2 separate regions of the Mus musculus genome follow, and region 1 is linked to region 2. Evidence: chromatin contacts called from public promoter capture Hi-C data. All regions are on one chromosome and are shown on one strand. Each heading gives the region's core, a stretch centred on a gene start, on an enhancer-like site or on the middle of the called end of the contact. The rest is flanking DNA. Distances are from core to core; before and after follow the strand shown. Region 1 holds the start of Lrrc4b (leucine rich repeat containing 4B). Region 2 holds the start of Klk10 (kallikrein related-peptidase 10).

Region 1 (6,839 bases), core at 2,502-5,001, 660 kb after region 2:
GGTCTCTCATTGGCCCAGAGCTCACCTATTTGCCTGGGCTGGCTAGCTGGCAAGCCCAGAGATCCTGCTTCCTTCTTTCTCTTCCTCCCCCTCTCCCTCCCCCCCTCCTCCTTCCCTCCCCCCTCCTCCTCCAAGTATACCTCCAAGTCTAGCTTGCCTACATTGCTTCTGGTGACTGAACTCAAGCAAGCATTTTACCCAAGAAGCACTCATCCCAGATAGATAGATAGATAGATAGATAGATAGATAGATAGATAGATAGATAGATAGATAGGGGCTGGAGAGATGGCTCAGCGGTTAAGAGCACTGACTGCTCTTGCAGAGGTCCTGAGTTCAATTCCCAGCAACCACATGGTGGCTCACAACCATCTGTAATGAAATCTGATGCCCTCTTCTGATGTGTCTGATGACAGCTACAGTGTACTCATATACATAAAATAAATAAATCTTTAAAAAGATAGATAGATATGTGTGTATGCATGTATGTATATATGTATGTATTGGCAGTACTTGCAATGAACCTTGGGCTTTTTTGCAGACTAGGCAAAAACTCTACTATACCCCCAACCCCTCACTGGGGGTCTAGATGCATGCTTTACTGCTGAGCTACATCCCCAACCCACTTTTTCTTTAGAGACAGAATCTTATTAAGTTGCCCAGGCTGGCCTTGAACTTGCCATTCTTCTACTTAGCCTCTGCATAGCAGGGATAACAAGTCTGTGCCTCTATGCCTATCCTCTTTCCTAACTCTATATTGGACCTTGAGCCAATGTCTAAACCTATCTGTGAAATGGGGAGTGCCAGCAGTTCTTAGAGGGCTGCTGCCCAGAGAGCAGCTTTTTCCTCGGGAACCACTGCATAAGGGTGTGGTATCCATGCTGGTAATAGAGTCACAGCTGTGTGCTGTGAGCCTGCTCCAATGCAACCTGAGCCTGGAACTGGTGCAGGTGCACACTCAGAAAGAGCAGCTAGCCTGCTCTCTGCACCAGTTTGGCCAGTGTATAGCTCCATGAGCAGGTTCTGGTTCCAAGCAAAGATGAGACTCCCCTAGTGACAGATTAGTTAGAGGGGCACCTAGCAATGCACTGGGATCTAGCCAGCCAGATGGGACTGTGGCAAAGAGGGACGGAGGAGGACCTGAAACACAGGTGTCCAGTGAAAGGCAGTGACCTCCTAGGGTGGAGACCTCAGGTGAAGAGATGTTCCAGACTTGGGCAGCTCTTAGAGTGTGCCAGGACTGGGTGCCAGTGCATCTGTGACAAGAGGCAGAGATGGATCCTAACAGCGCAGGTGTGAAGCCAGGCATCCATACAGTGTGTCCATTCCTCCTCTCATCTGGCATTCCCTGAGCCTACCAGGATCTGTCACAGGTTTCAACACCAAACAGAAACCAAAGCCGATGAGACCCCACTCTTGGAGAAAGTGAATTCCAGTAGCTATGGTCTGAGAGATTAGGTAACCTGAGGGAGAAAGAACCAGGCATCATTCAGTGAGAGCGGTGTCAGAGGGATACAGGCAGAGTGAAGAACAACCACAAAGCCTCGCTCGCCCTCAGCCCCAGGCTGGTGCTCAGCTCCAGGAGGGAGGTCAGAGCAGAAGCTGACTGAGGAGTGAGGTTTTTAACCTTTATCTGTGTGATTCAGAAGTTGCTGGAGGGCCCTGAGCAGCAAAGGGAGGGATCTGGCTGGTCACTTGAGGGACCAGACACACTGTGGAGCAGAGTCCAGGCAGGAGTGAGGTGATGGCTAGGTCAGGAGCTAGCTGAGCATGAGCTGAGACAGGACAGCCTGTGTTCAGAACACTACTCTTTCAACCTCCAGCCACTATGGCAGGCAGCCTGTACTACCCTCCTCACAGTGAAGGACACCAGAACTCAGAAACTGAGGCCATATGGCAAAGAGGCAGATTCAGAAATCCAGCTCAGCCCCTTCCCAGAGCTCTAACTAGCACTACTTGCATTTGTGGGTCATGGTATGCTGAGCCTTGTACCCATTCGTAAGCACTTGGCATATGCTTCAGTGCCTGGCACAGAGTGGGGGCTTCATAAATAGGTTTTAGATAGAGTAAGTGGAAAAGGGAGGGGTGATAGATGGGCAGATATAAAGAGGTAGAAGGATGGATGGATGGATGGATGGATGGATGGATGGATGAATACATAAAGGGATGGGTAGAGACATAAATGAGTGAAGATAAATCAATAAATGGATGGCTGATGCATGGATAAAGAATGGAGAGATGGCTAACGGGATGGATGAATAGGTATGTAGATAAGGGAATTTATGAATGGATGAATGGATGGACGGGTAGCAGAAGAGATGGATGCATGGATAAAGGGTTGGATGGACAAGGAAAGAAATAGGTAAATGGAAGGATAGATATATAGATAAGAGGATGGATAGATGGGTAGAGGGTGGATACATAGATGGACAGATGGATGGATGGATGTTGGATGGAGGAGTGGGTTGATAGGTGGATATATAGATGACTGTATGGGTATATGGATAGATAGATGAATGGCTGTATGGACAGATAGAAGGAAGCATGGATAGATGAAGGGACACATGAAGTGAATAGCAAAGTGTAGCTTCACAGCCTGTTCTGCAGAGGGCACCAGGAGGTGGGTATTAGTCTGTGGCTGGGGGGGGGTTGGCATCAGGGGTAGCTTTCTTTGTGGCAAGAATGAGTGCTGGTCTCAGCTGAAAGGTTGATGGTGACATGGGCCTAAGTTGGCTGGCATAGGTTGACTGGAATACTGGAATGGGGTTGAATCAGCAGCTGCATGAGGTAGTGGGGGGACCTAGAGCAGATGCAGGAGCGCCAGGGTGGACCCTGAGGATGTAGGAGGGATGTCTTGGTCCAGCGGCATGGAGTCCATGCTGCCCAGCCTGGTTCTGCAGCCGAGGCTGCTGTGTGTGTGTGTGTGTGTGTGTGTGTGTGTGTGTGTGTGTGTGTGTGTGTGTGCCTGCCATGAGGCTCTAGCTTGGCACAGTCCAAACCCCTCTCCCCTGGCAGCACAGCCGACAACCTTCCTCCCCCGCTTCCCCCGACCTTCCCTGACTGCCCAGAACCAACGGGTTAATTAGATAACGGAGCCTTTGATTAGCGGGGGAGGGGGAGGCCACCCCCTGGCCGAGCTAGCTGGGAGGGGGGAGTTGAGTGAGGGTGGAGGGAAGGAGGAAGGGAGCGCCCTCCCCGCTGGAAGGAGAGAAAGAAGGAGGGAGGGGGCGGGGAGGGAGCGAGCTGGGCTCTGCACTGCCGTGTGACTAGAAATTGTAATCGCAGAGAAAGGGAGCAAGGCAGAGCTGGGAGAGAGACAAGGAGGCAGGCCCCAGGACAGACAGACGGACAGTGGGAACCTGACTGAGCCAGGCTCCCAGCAATGACAGACTGACAGGGACAGTGGAGGAGGAGGACAGACCGACAAGAGGTCTGGGGGTCCTCGGGGAGACAAGACAGAGTCGGGGAGCTGGGGAGAGGGGCAGAGGCTGTGTCTGTGAGTGAAGAGAAAGGAAGCTGGTGTTGGGGGGAGTAAAGTGGGGGACACAGGACCACAGGAGGCAAGGGCTTGCTCGTGTGGTGGCCAAGAGAAAAAGGCCAGGCTCCCCTAGAGGGTGGGGAGGGCGACAGACGGGGGGGGGTGCAGGGAGACCCAAGAAGCCCCTGCGCCCCCCCCCTCAGCACAAGCTCAACGGGAAGCAGTAGGAAGCTGGGGTGGCAGGGCCCCGGGCAACTGCAGGCATGTGGAGGGGGGGGCCTGGGGCACAGAGAGAAGGCCATCGGAAGCCAAGCCGCCAGGGTGAGTGTCCCTCAGAGTGTGTGCTCTGGGAGCGGGGAGACAAGGACAAGGAGATGGTGGTGGCAGGAGAGGCGGGAGGGGAGGGAGGGGAGCTGCTACTGCAGAAGCCTCGACGGGGTGTGCACTGGCAGCCTTGGTGGGGGAGGAGACCCGGGCGCTGGCCTGGGGGATGGTGGGCTCGGTGAGCACAGACCCTTGGCTGGTCGTTGCCAGAGTATCAGGAAGTGGGGATCGTGGAGCCGAGTGGACTGAGGAGAAAGCTCCCTGGCCACATGTGTGGGAACAAAGGCCCCCGGCCCCTGCCGAGGCAAGCTAGTGAAGGCAGCGTGTGGTGGCCAGCCCTGAGGCGGTGGGGGGGTGGGGGGGTTCTGCCTCTCTGTCTTTCTGTCTATCTCTCGGTCTCTCGTGCCTCCGCTTCTCTGATCCTGTCAGTCTCTGCTCCTGGGTCCATCTCTCCATCTCCGTCTTTTTGTCTATTTCTCTGTTTCTGCCTCTCTGTCACGGTCTCTGTCCCTTGGCCTCTGTCTATCTCTGTGCCGGTTTTTGTCTTTGTCTTTTCCCCCCCTTTTCTATCTTTGTCTCTGTTTCCGTGCCTCTCACCATCTCTGTCATTTTCTCTTGGTCTGTCTCTCTGTCTCCATCTCTGTTTCTTTTTATCTCTGTCTCCATCTCTGTCTCCATTTCCAGCCCTGCCTTCACACACTTGCTCCAATACACGGCGGCGGCACACATATTTCTATCTGGGTTAAAATCTTGGAGGCTACAGGAGTGTGTGTGTGTGTGTGTGTGTGTGTGTGTGTGTGTGTGTGTGTGTGTGCTTGCTCGCGCGCTCGCGTGCTTGCGCGCTCATGCGCACCTGCATGGGGGGCAGGCAGCCCTGTGTCCATGGATTAGAGAGGCCGTGTGTGAGGGTGTGTCTGTCTCTGCTGTTTGTGTGAGTGGGTGGGTGATCATGTTTATGGGGACCCCTCTCCCCCTACTGCCCCCCCGTTTCAGGGGATTCTATGTGTGTGAGCACTCAGGGGTGCCATGTGGAGGGACCATTGGGAGCCAGAGGGTAAGTCCTGAGGCCAGACCCCCTCTGCCACCCAGTGGGCCTTGACAAGGCACAAAATCCAGCAGCTTCCGCCCTCCACAGGCAGGAGCGGCTGATGCATAGGAAGGGCGCCTGCTGTGCTGGCTGCAGTCACTGCCCTATCTGCGCGCCATTTGGTTAGCCTGAGTCCCTCCCCCCGGGACTCAGGAAAACAGGGGATAGGATGGGGGGGGGTGTACAATGACCCTGAATTCCTGCATCCCAGACACAGACATGGGGGTCCCTACTGCTCCATCCCCACTCCATCAGCTCCTCAGCCCTGTCCTGCGACAGCCGCTGGCACAGGTCCCGCCACAGGCTGTGTTCCCTTGGAGCACCTGCAATCTTGAGGCCCATGGGCACTGCTATAGTCTCCAACAGGGCCACCACAGGGTGGGGGCACCCCAACAGCCTCCCACCTCCTGCCAGAAACCCAGCTACCTCCTGTCCCCTCTCGATTACCTCTCCTCCAAGTCTAGGACAGGACAGGGCCTGAGTGGAGTGAGGGATGACCCCAGGGTGGGCAGGAGGGCATACAGAGATGGGCCTTCATGTCTGGTTCTGGTGCCCGTACACCTGGACAGAGACCTGCAGGGAGGGATGGAGGGATGGGACGCTGCCTCCCAGGGGACCTGCAACCCGCTTGGTGTGTGATAGGAGTTGATCAGTGTTGCTTTTCACCCCGGCAGAGCCTTTGCCTCATTGTCTGTCTGTCTGTCCCTCTATCTCTACATACTTACCTGTCTAACTGAACTCAATGCAATGACACAACTTAAAAAAAATTTTTTTAACAAACAGTTCTAGGGGTGGAAACAAAGGCCTTGAGCATCCTGGGAATGTGCCCCACCGCCCAGCCACATGTTGACTTTTTAGTTTTGAACGAGGTCTCACTGCATTGCCCAGGTTGGCTCTGGATGTACTCTCTCTAGCCCAGGCCAGTCTGCAACTTTCAATGCTCCTGCCTCGACATCTTGAGCAACTACAAGGGCAGTCCTGCGACCCCAGGCCTGGCAGGACCTAAGTTTGAATCTAGCTGACGTTGCCATTTACTAACCAAGTGACCTTGGGCACAAATGTCCTCTCTCTTGCCTCATTTATCCTTTCTGCAGAATGGCCCAGAGGAGGATGAGGTCTGGCACAGGAAGGCCAAGTCCCTGTAACTTTGGTTCTGAGCAGGGGTAGGGACTTCTGGTGGAACTGAGCCTGATGAAGCTCAGGCAGCCTGAGTCCCTGTTGCTTACTGACCAACACCCTCTCTTCTCCCACAGCCCCCCAGCGTGCCCTCGGAGTATGAACATTGAGGATGGCGCAGGCCCACATCCGCGGCTCCCCGTGCCCCTTGCTGCCGCCTGGTAGGATGTCCTGGCCCCACGGGGCTCTCTTGCTCCTGTGGCTCTTCTCCCCACCCCTGAGGGCTGGTGGGGGCGGTGTGGCCGTGACCTCAGCCGCTGGAGGAGGCTCCCCGCCAGCCACCTCCTGCCCAGCCGCCTGCTCCTGCAGCAACCAGGCCAGCCGGGTGATCTGCACGCGGAGGGAGCTGGCCGAGGTGCCAGCCAGCATCCCTGTCAACACCCGCTACCTGAACCTGCAAGAGAACAGCATCCAGGTGAGCCCGCCTCCGCCGCTGATTGGCCCGTGGGTCAAGGCACAAAGGGTGCAAGCCTCTGCCTCCCTCCTCATCCCTCTCATCCTGGAGTTCCTGGTGTCTGCGCACGGATTCACGTCCTCGCCCCGCCCACCTTTGCGATATATTTCCATGTAGGCTGTGTACGTTTTCCTGGGGTGCCTGTCACACCCCCACACCACAGTACAGGGTGCCTTGAGGTAGCCAGGAGAGGCCCTTCCACTTCACCATCGCTTGTGTTGGCCTGACCTGGCATCTCCAGAAAACCTCAATGTCTTCTTCTAGTGGGGGCTGGTTTCCTTCCGGTCCTGGAGAACTGGCTGGGTGAATGATGGGGGCCAAGG
Region 2 (7,128 bases), core at 487-2,986:
AATGTCATATGGGTATGAGAGTTTGCCTGTATATTCGTTTGTCTGACATGCACCTGCCTGTCTGAGGAGCTCAGAGGAGGGGTCAGATCCCCAGCCACTGTGAGTGCTGGGAACCAAACCCTGGTCCTCAGCAAGAGCAGCAAGTCCTATGAACCACAGAACATCTCTCCAGCCCCCCAAAGATCTTTTAAATGTTACTAAGCAACTGAATGCTCACAAGCCCCTTGGAGATTGGTCCTATTTTTCTACCCACTTTTGCAGACCATGAAAGTGGGCACAGACAGATGAAGGTGCATGCTCACAACCACCCAGCTGAGACCTGAAGGGTTTAAAAGCCCAATGACTCTTAATTATCAACGCAATGCCACATTAACATTAATGCTCAGTTTGTTTTCTTTTTATGTTACTTTAAAAAAATTTTTTTTAGTTTTAGTTTATTTTTGTTTTCCATTTATTTACTCATTCTTTTTTTAGGGGTGGGCAGGGAGAGGCACACGCCATGGTGCACAGGTGGAAGTCAGAGAGCAAATTGCAGGAGTCCATTCTCTCCTTCCACCATGTGGGGGACCAAGGATCACAGGCAGGTTGTTAGGCAAGCACCGGTACCCACCAAGCCATCTTGCTGGCCAGGCAGAAAGAACTCACTCAGTTCTTCTCTCTCTACATGAGAAGTTGCACATGCAAAAGTGTGATCGCAGTGAGTGCGGTCCGCATGCACAGAGTAAGAGGTAGTAAAAGAGGCTACCATCATTTTCCAACTGCCAGATTCAGTTCACTGAGGTCAGCGTTGCCTGGTCTCTGCTAGCCAAAATGAAGCCAAAGGACACAAAAACAGAAAGGAAATTCCTGTCACCTTTAACACATTTTGAATGCTCTGTAGCTCCAAGTAGCTGGTGGCTGGTACAACATAGTCACTGTAGCAAAAATCTGGACAGGACTGAGTCAAGCAACCTCTGAAGTTAACACAGACAAGATGCCTCAGAAAACACAGACGTTCTGTTCAGCTCTTGAGGAGAGATCCCTAGAACTAGAGAGAATCGTTTCTAGTTGTTAGGCGGACTTGCTTGCTGTGTGACCTCTTATGAGTCACAGCCCTCTCCGAGCCTCCCATTCCTCACCCAAAATGAGGGTGTCAGCCAAGGTGATGTGGCCTGTTCCTTAATGTGATTCACTAGCTCGTGTCACCTGAAGACACACAGGGAGGGTGCACGATGCTCACACACAGGCTTAGGGCAAAGCTGCAGCTTCCCACCCCCACCCTCTCAGCACATGCTGAGACACAAGGAGCCTACTGTTTCTTGGTTTACACACTTGGGAATTTGTCTGTGTCCTTCCCACTCTTTCCTTCTGCCTACTTGAACTCTTCCCACCTCCCTCTTCTTCCTCATTCTGGCTCCTGCCAGAGCAGACCTTGCCCCCTCTTCGTTTCCCCTCTCTGTCACTCACCATCTCATCGACGTAAGCCCCCCCCCCATCTTCCCACCACACCTGAGAACACTTCTCAGAAAGAGGGCATAGGGGAACCCCCAAGAAAGCTAGCTCCAGAAGGTGTTCTTGTCACTGCCAGAAGCCTGTATTCCAGGGCCCCTCCCTGAGCAGGAATCTGGGGCCCTGGTTGAATGCCAGCCCCACCCACGTTATAATTAGGGAGAGGGAAAGAGAGGGAGTGAAGCCCTAAGGGGAAGGGTGGGGGGGAGGAAGCTTCCGGGATCTTGAGGGTTAAAAGGGAAGGTCTGCCCAGGGGTCCCTGGTCAGAGGACTGTTTGCAGCCCACACTGCAGGGCAAGAGCCACTTCTGAGTCTCCTTTCTTCTTACTGGCGACTCCCAGGTGAAGCGGGTTGCACCCCACCCTATTGGGGTGGATGGCGAGAGGATGGGTGGAGACCCTCGGGCAACGGGCAGGAACTCTTTCATAGCCCTGATTTCCCTGCAGCATGGGGAAGTCCCTCAGCTCTGAGGTTAGGAAGAGGTTCCCACGGGCTCTGAGCAGGACCCCAACCCACCCACGAAGGAGTATGGACCTGGAGCTCAGTGTGGCTGGTGGCCAAGAAAGGCTGGGTGCACAAATTGGTCCCCTCTGGAGGATCGAGGACTGGAGTTCTGGGGGCCTTTGGAGTGAACCTCATTGAAGTGGTTCAGATGCGCTGAGGCAGGGGGTCTTGACCGATCATCTGTTTTAGGCCTCCACTCCAGCCTCTGCAAGCCAAGTATCAGCTATGAGGGTCCCGCTTCTTCACCTCTCCACTGCCTCTGGCTCCTGGTCCCTGGTGAAGCTTCTGCTGCCGCTACTGATGGTGCAACTCTGGGGTGAGCCTGGGGCCGGGGGCGACAGGAGGGAAGGGCCAGGACCGGAGGTGGAGGGAATGTTGCCACTGCAACCGTAGTCAGCTCGCCTTCCTGGGGGCCTGGCACCCACATAGACATCCCAAGCAGGATCCACCCTCAGGTGGGCTCTGACCCCAGATACCGCACCCAACTGTTAGGAGAACCCAGCCCCTTCGCCCCATCAGCTTCTCCACCTCTCTGCCTCTCCTACCTCGCCTCTTAGCCTCTCCTGCCTTCTCCTCACCTCTTGCAGACCCGTTGCATCCCTCCCTCTTCCTAAAGGAGGTGCTACAGTACCCCTAACCTGTGTGTTGGAGCAACTTCCCATCCTTGGACTAGACTTACCTTTCCCTCTTGCACACCCCTTCTCATTTGTCTAGCACTTCTCGGCGCTCTGGCCCCATTTCTTGCTGTCCCACCTTGTCCCTGTCTCCTCCTCGCTGCCACATTAGCTCCTCACTGGCCCACTGTGTCTCCTGTCTTCTGCTTCTCATTGCCCCATTGTGCGTTCTGTCTCCTGCTCCATATTGCCTCCACCGTGTTGACTGTTGCCTTTACCTTCCCTTTGTATTCTGCCTTCTTGTTTTTTTGTTTTTGTTTCGTTTTTTGTTTTTGTTTGTTTGTTTTTTTCGAGACAGGGTTTCTCTGTGTAGCCCTGGCTGTCCTGGAACTCACTTTGTAGACCAGGCTCGAACTCAGAATTCTGCCTTCTTACTGCTCACTGTGTCTCTGCCCTTCTGTACCCCCTGTCTGCCCCCTTACCTATCACACTCCCTCTGCACAGTGCTCTGCCTAGGCTCGCATCTGGTCTCAGCCCGGTAGGTTAGATCCCTGCCTTTCCTGCACATTGCCTCACCGCCCCCCATCCTACCCCCACTCCAGTCTCAGCCCTGGGGTGTCTTAGTCCCATTCTATTCTAACCCCTCTTGCCCTTTCACGCCTCAGTAACTGGTTCGCAGAGTTCTCTAATTTTCCCACGGCTTACTACTCAGCTGCGCCCCCTAGAGGCCCATCCTGTGACGTGCTGTATTAACCCGGAACCGTGACTTGGCTGGGCGAAACCTGATCCCCCTGTCCCGCTTCTCTATCCAGCGGCGCAGGCTCTGCTGCTCCCGGGAAACGCCACGCGCGTGGACCTCGAGGCCTCCGGCGCCCAGTGCGAGCGTGACTATCATCCCTGGCAGGTCTCCCTCTTCCATAACCTCCAGTTCCAATGTGCGGGTGTCCTGGTGGACCAGAACTGGGTGCTCACGGCCGCACATTGCTGGAGAAATAAGTAAGGAACCACTCAGAAGTAGCAATGTAGTAGTGGGGAGGATGGGGCCCAGGCACTCTCTCGGCTTTGGTTAGGTTAAGGGTGGCAGCCATTCTACAAGAGAGGCAGGATCCAAGCTGCAACGCCAGGGCGGGGCGCTGTGAGTCCATCGCACCTGTCCATAGAAGCCAGCCAGGGCATGTTGTATTTAAGACCTGTAGTCTCCTCATATGCCTGCAACGCAGGGACAAAGGACCAGGTGACACGAAGATGAAAGGAGAGACGGGCATACTAAAGAGTAGTAGTCAGCCTTCAACCCTCAAACTCTTACTCTCCTCCCTCAGACCCAGGGTTTCAGTCCTGAGCCCTCCTCCTTCAGACCCAGGAGTCCAGTCTCCAGCCTCTTCCCTCAGTCCCAGGGGACCAGCCCCAGCTACTCTCCCAGACCCTCTGATCTCAGGATCCCACTTCACTTCCTCACCCTCTGACCCAAGGACTAGGGTTAGGCTCTGTCTCCATGAAGGTTTTGCCTTCATCAGGCTACTCTTCCTCCCCCAGGCCACTGAGAGCTCGAGTTGGCGATGACCACTTGCTGCTTTTCCAGAAGGAGCAACTGCGGTCCACGAGTTCACCTGTTTTCCACCCCAAGTATCAGGCTTGCTCAGGCCCCATCCTGCCACATCGCTCAGATGAACACGACCTCATGATGCTGAAACTGAGCAGTCCTGTAATGCTGACGTCCAACGTGCATCCCGTGCAACTGCCCTTCCGCTGCTCTCAGCCAGGGCAAGAGTGTCAGGTCTCAGGCTGGGGGACCTCAGCCAGCCGAAGAGGCAAGAACTGGGCTGGACTCCTGGGTCCAAAGGGCTGAGTGAGAGCTAGACCCTAGATCTGAGGGAGGATGGCTGAAACCTGGGTGTCTACGTCCGAGGGAAGAGGCTAGAATATGAACTCTGGCTCAGGGGACTGCAGAGGTTGGGGTTGGATTCTTGGATCTAAGATTAGAGAGATGGAGTTTGTAAGATTAGAGAGATGGAGTTTGTAGTCCTGGATCTGGGGAAGAGGGCTGGAGTCCAGACACCTCGATGTGAGGTCAGAGAGCTGGGACACGGACCTCTGGGTATAAGAGAGGAAGGTCGTGGCTAGACTCCCAGGTTGGGGGAAGAGAGCTGAGGTCTGACATCTCGGTTTGAGGAGAAGGCTCAGATCTAGACCCCTGGATCTGAGAGAAGAGGCTGGGGCTGGCACCCTGGGTCCCAGGGAGGAGGCCGAGGGAGGATCACGAGGGTTTGAATTTCTGTGCCTAAGGGTGGAGGGGTGGGGTTAGGTTCCCTGGGTATGTAGGAAGGCTTGGGGCTGGATTCCGGGGTCTGGAAGAGAGGGCTAACTGGTCTCCCTGTGACTGCCCTGTTCTCAGTGAAGTACAATAGGAGCCTGAGCTGTTCCAAGGTAACTCTCCTTAGCCAGAAGCAGTGTGAGACCTTCTACCCAGGTGTGATCACCAACAGCATGATTTGTGCTGAGGCAGACGGAAACCAAGACTCTTGCCAGGTAAGGACAGATCAGCAAGCAAGTCTGTCTCCTGGACTGGGTGGGGGGCACTAAGACACTGAAAGAGTTGTCTCTGCTTTTCCTCCCTTCCTCCCCAATCCACAGCCCTCCCTACTCTTTACCCCGTTTCTCAACCCACTCCCTTAATCTGCTTTTCACCCTGCCAACCCCCATCTCTTGATCCCTCTCAGTCTTCTCACCTTGGATGAGCCAATTCCAGCTGCAAACCTATCACATCTCCATTGTCACCTCCCAATTTGACCCCCACGCCCCATGCCACCATCACCTCTGTGTGTATCTCCTTACCACCCCAACTTCTAACATCTCTCCAGCCCCATCCCAGGGTCTTCCGTATCCTAACCCAACAATAGCCCTCCAGGCAGCTCTTTCCTCATGGTACCTCCTTCCTCCCATCTGCAGAGTGACTCCGGTGGCCCCCTGGTGTGTGATGACACCCTGCATGGCGTCCTCTCGTGGGGCATTTACCCATGTGGTGCTGCCCAGCACCCATCTGTCTACTCAGAGATCTGCAAATACACCCCCTGGATCCGAAGAGTCATTCGTTTCAAATGACCGTCTGCCCCTCTCCTCCTCTCATGCCCACCCACCCCTCTTCCTTCATCCCTTGTCCACTCCTGTTCTCTGCTCACAAATGCAGAAAATGGTGGCTGAGAAAGTTCTAGTACCCCAAGGAAGCTAGCAGTCCCCAAGTCTCTAAGAAAAGTTACCTGTCATTCAACCTCTACCTCCCTCCTCTGTGTGACTGGGACAAGCCTGGTACTCTCTCTGAGCCTTGGTTTCCTTGTCTGTAAAATGGGGACAATGAATTGTCTACCTCTTACATATGTTGTATGGAGACCATGATGGAATATGTGTGTGTGTGTATGTGTGTGTTTATGGTCACTGACACAGGAACATGAACACCATCTGGTTATCACTGATTAAACACTACCAAATCTGACCTCCAATGTGTGTGCCTCTGTCTGGGATCAGAGCCAATGAGTGCACAGAGGGCAGCCTTCAGATGTGTCAGCAGCAAAGAAGAGTCTGGCTCCACACTGCCACCCAGAGCACCCTCAGAGTCCTTTCATGTTTTCAGGACCTCAGTTCTGGTAAAACTGGATCTCATGATGATACAGTGTGCAGCAGAGTGGGAGGCTTTTGGTTTTGTTTTTTTAAAATCACATGTATTTTGTGTATGTGCATGTCTGCATGCAGACATGCTCGCAGCATGGAACATGTGTGGAGATCAAAAGCAGTTAGTTCTTTCTTTCTACCCCAGAGTCTGAACTCAAGTCATCTGGTCCAACAGTGAACACCTTTACCCACTGAGCAGTCTTTACAGATCTTCTCAATTTACAAAAGCATATATTTATTTATGTGAACGAATGTGAGCACATGATGCATAGATGTCAGAGGGCAGACCCTCAGTTCTTCCGTTCTAGGGATTGAGTCCAGGATGTCAGGCTTGGCGGTGCCTTCACCAGCTCAGTCATCTTATTTGCCCAAGTTGGAGTTTATTGCAAGAAATTAGCATAGGTTTTAAGCGTGAGGGTTAAAAGAAAGAGAAAGCAGGATATATCTAAAAGCGTGTGTGTGTGTGTGTGTGTGTGTGTGTGTGTGTGTGTGTATGTAGAACAGAGAACAATTTGTGAGTCAGTTCTCTCCTTCCACTGTGTGGATCCCAGGGATTGTACTCAGGTCGTAGGCTTACCAGCTTGTGATTTTACCCACGGAGCCGCCTCCTATCCCAGGAGTGTGGGCTTCTCAAAGAACCAGCTCATAGGTTTTCACAATAGTCAGAATGGGGTTCTCAATGGGGTTTGAAGTAAGCATCAGATGGATGTCTGGTTATATCATTGTAATTGTGCCATTACATCTAAATGAGATTGCAGGGTGGCTTCTGGGGTCATCTGGTGGGACCACAGCAGAGATGGTGCAACTCCAGATCAGGTCAGGAGGGCTTGGGAAGGTAGTTAGCTACAATGCTGACAGT

The links. Promoter capture Hi-C pulls out the DNA fragments that hold promoters and counts their contacts.
Region 1: a contact with region 2 is called in a promoter capture Hi-C map of embryonic stem cells, with 4 times the contacts expected there. The contact joins the promoter of Lrrc4b here to the promoter of Klk10 in region 2. A contact is called at or near these places in 11 of 39 promoter capture datasets (the C10 cell line, the HPC-7 cell line, cranial neural crest and 6 more), 1 of 115 datasets of contacts at active chromatin or transcription factors (embryonic stem cells) and 1 of 9 other capture datasets (embryonic stem cells).

Annotation. Positions count from the first base shown.
Region 1 is chr7:44,438,736-44,445,574 of GRCm38.p6, forward strand. Lrrc4b (leucine rich repeat containing 4B) reads left to right here and starts at 3,752. Exons shown (of 3, transcript NM_198250.1): 1 at 3,752-3,796; 2 at 6,140-6,477. The coding sequence starts at 6,175.
Region 2 is chr7:43,779,318-43,786,445 of GRCm38.p6, forward strand. It overlaps Klk10 (kallikrein related-peptidase 10), which reads left to right and starts at 1,737. Exons shown (of 6, transcript NM_133712.2): 1 at 1,737-1,829; 2 at 2,182-2,308; 3 at 3,419-3,602; 4 at 4,140-4,414; 5 at 4,999-5,132; 6 at 5,553-6,093. The coding sequence starts at 2,218. The coding sequence ends at 5,705.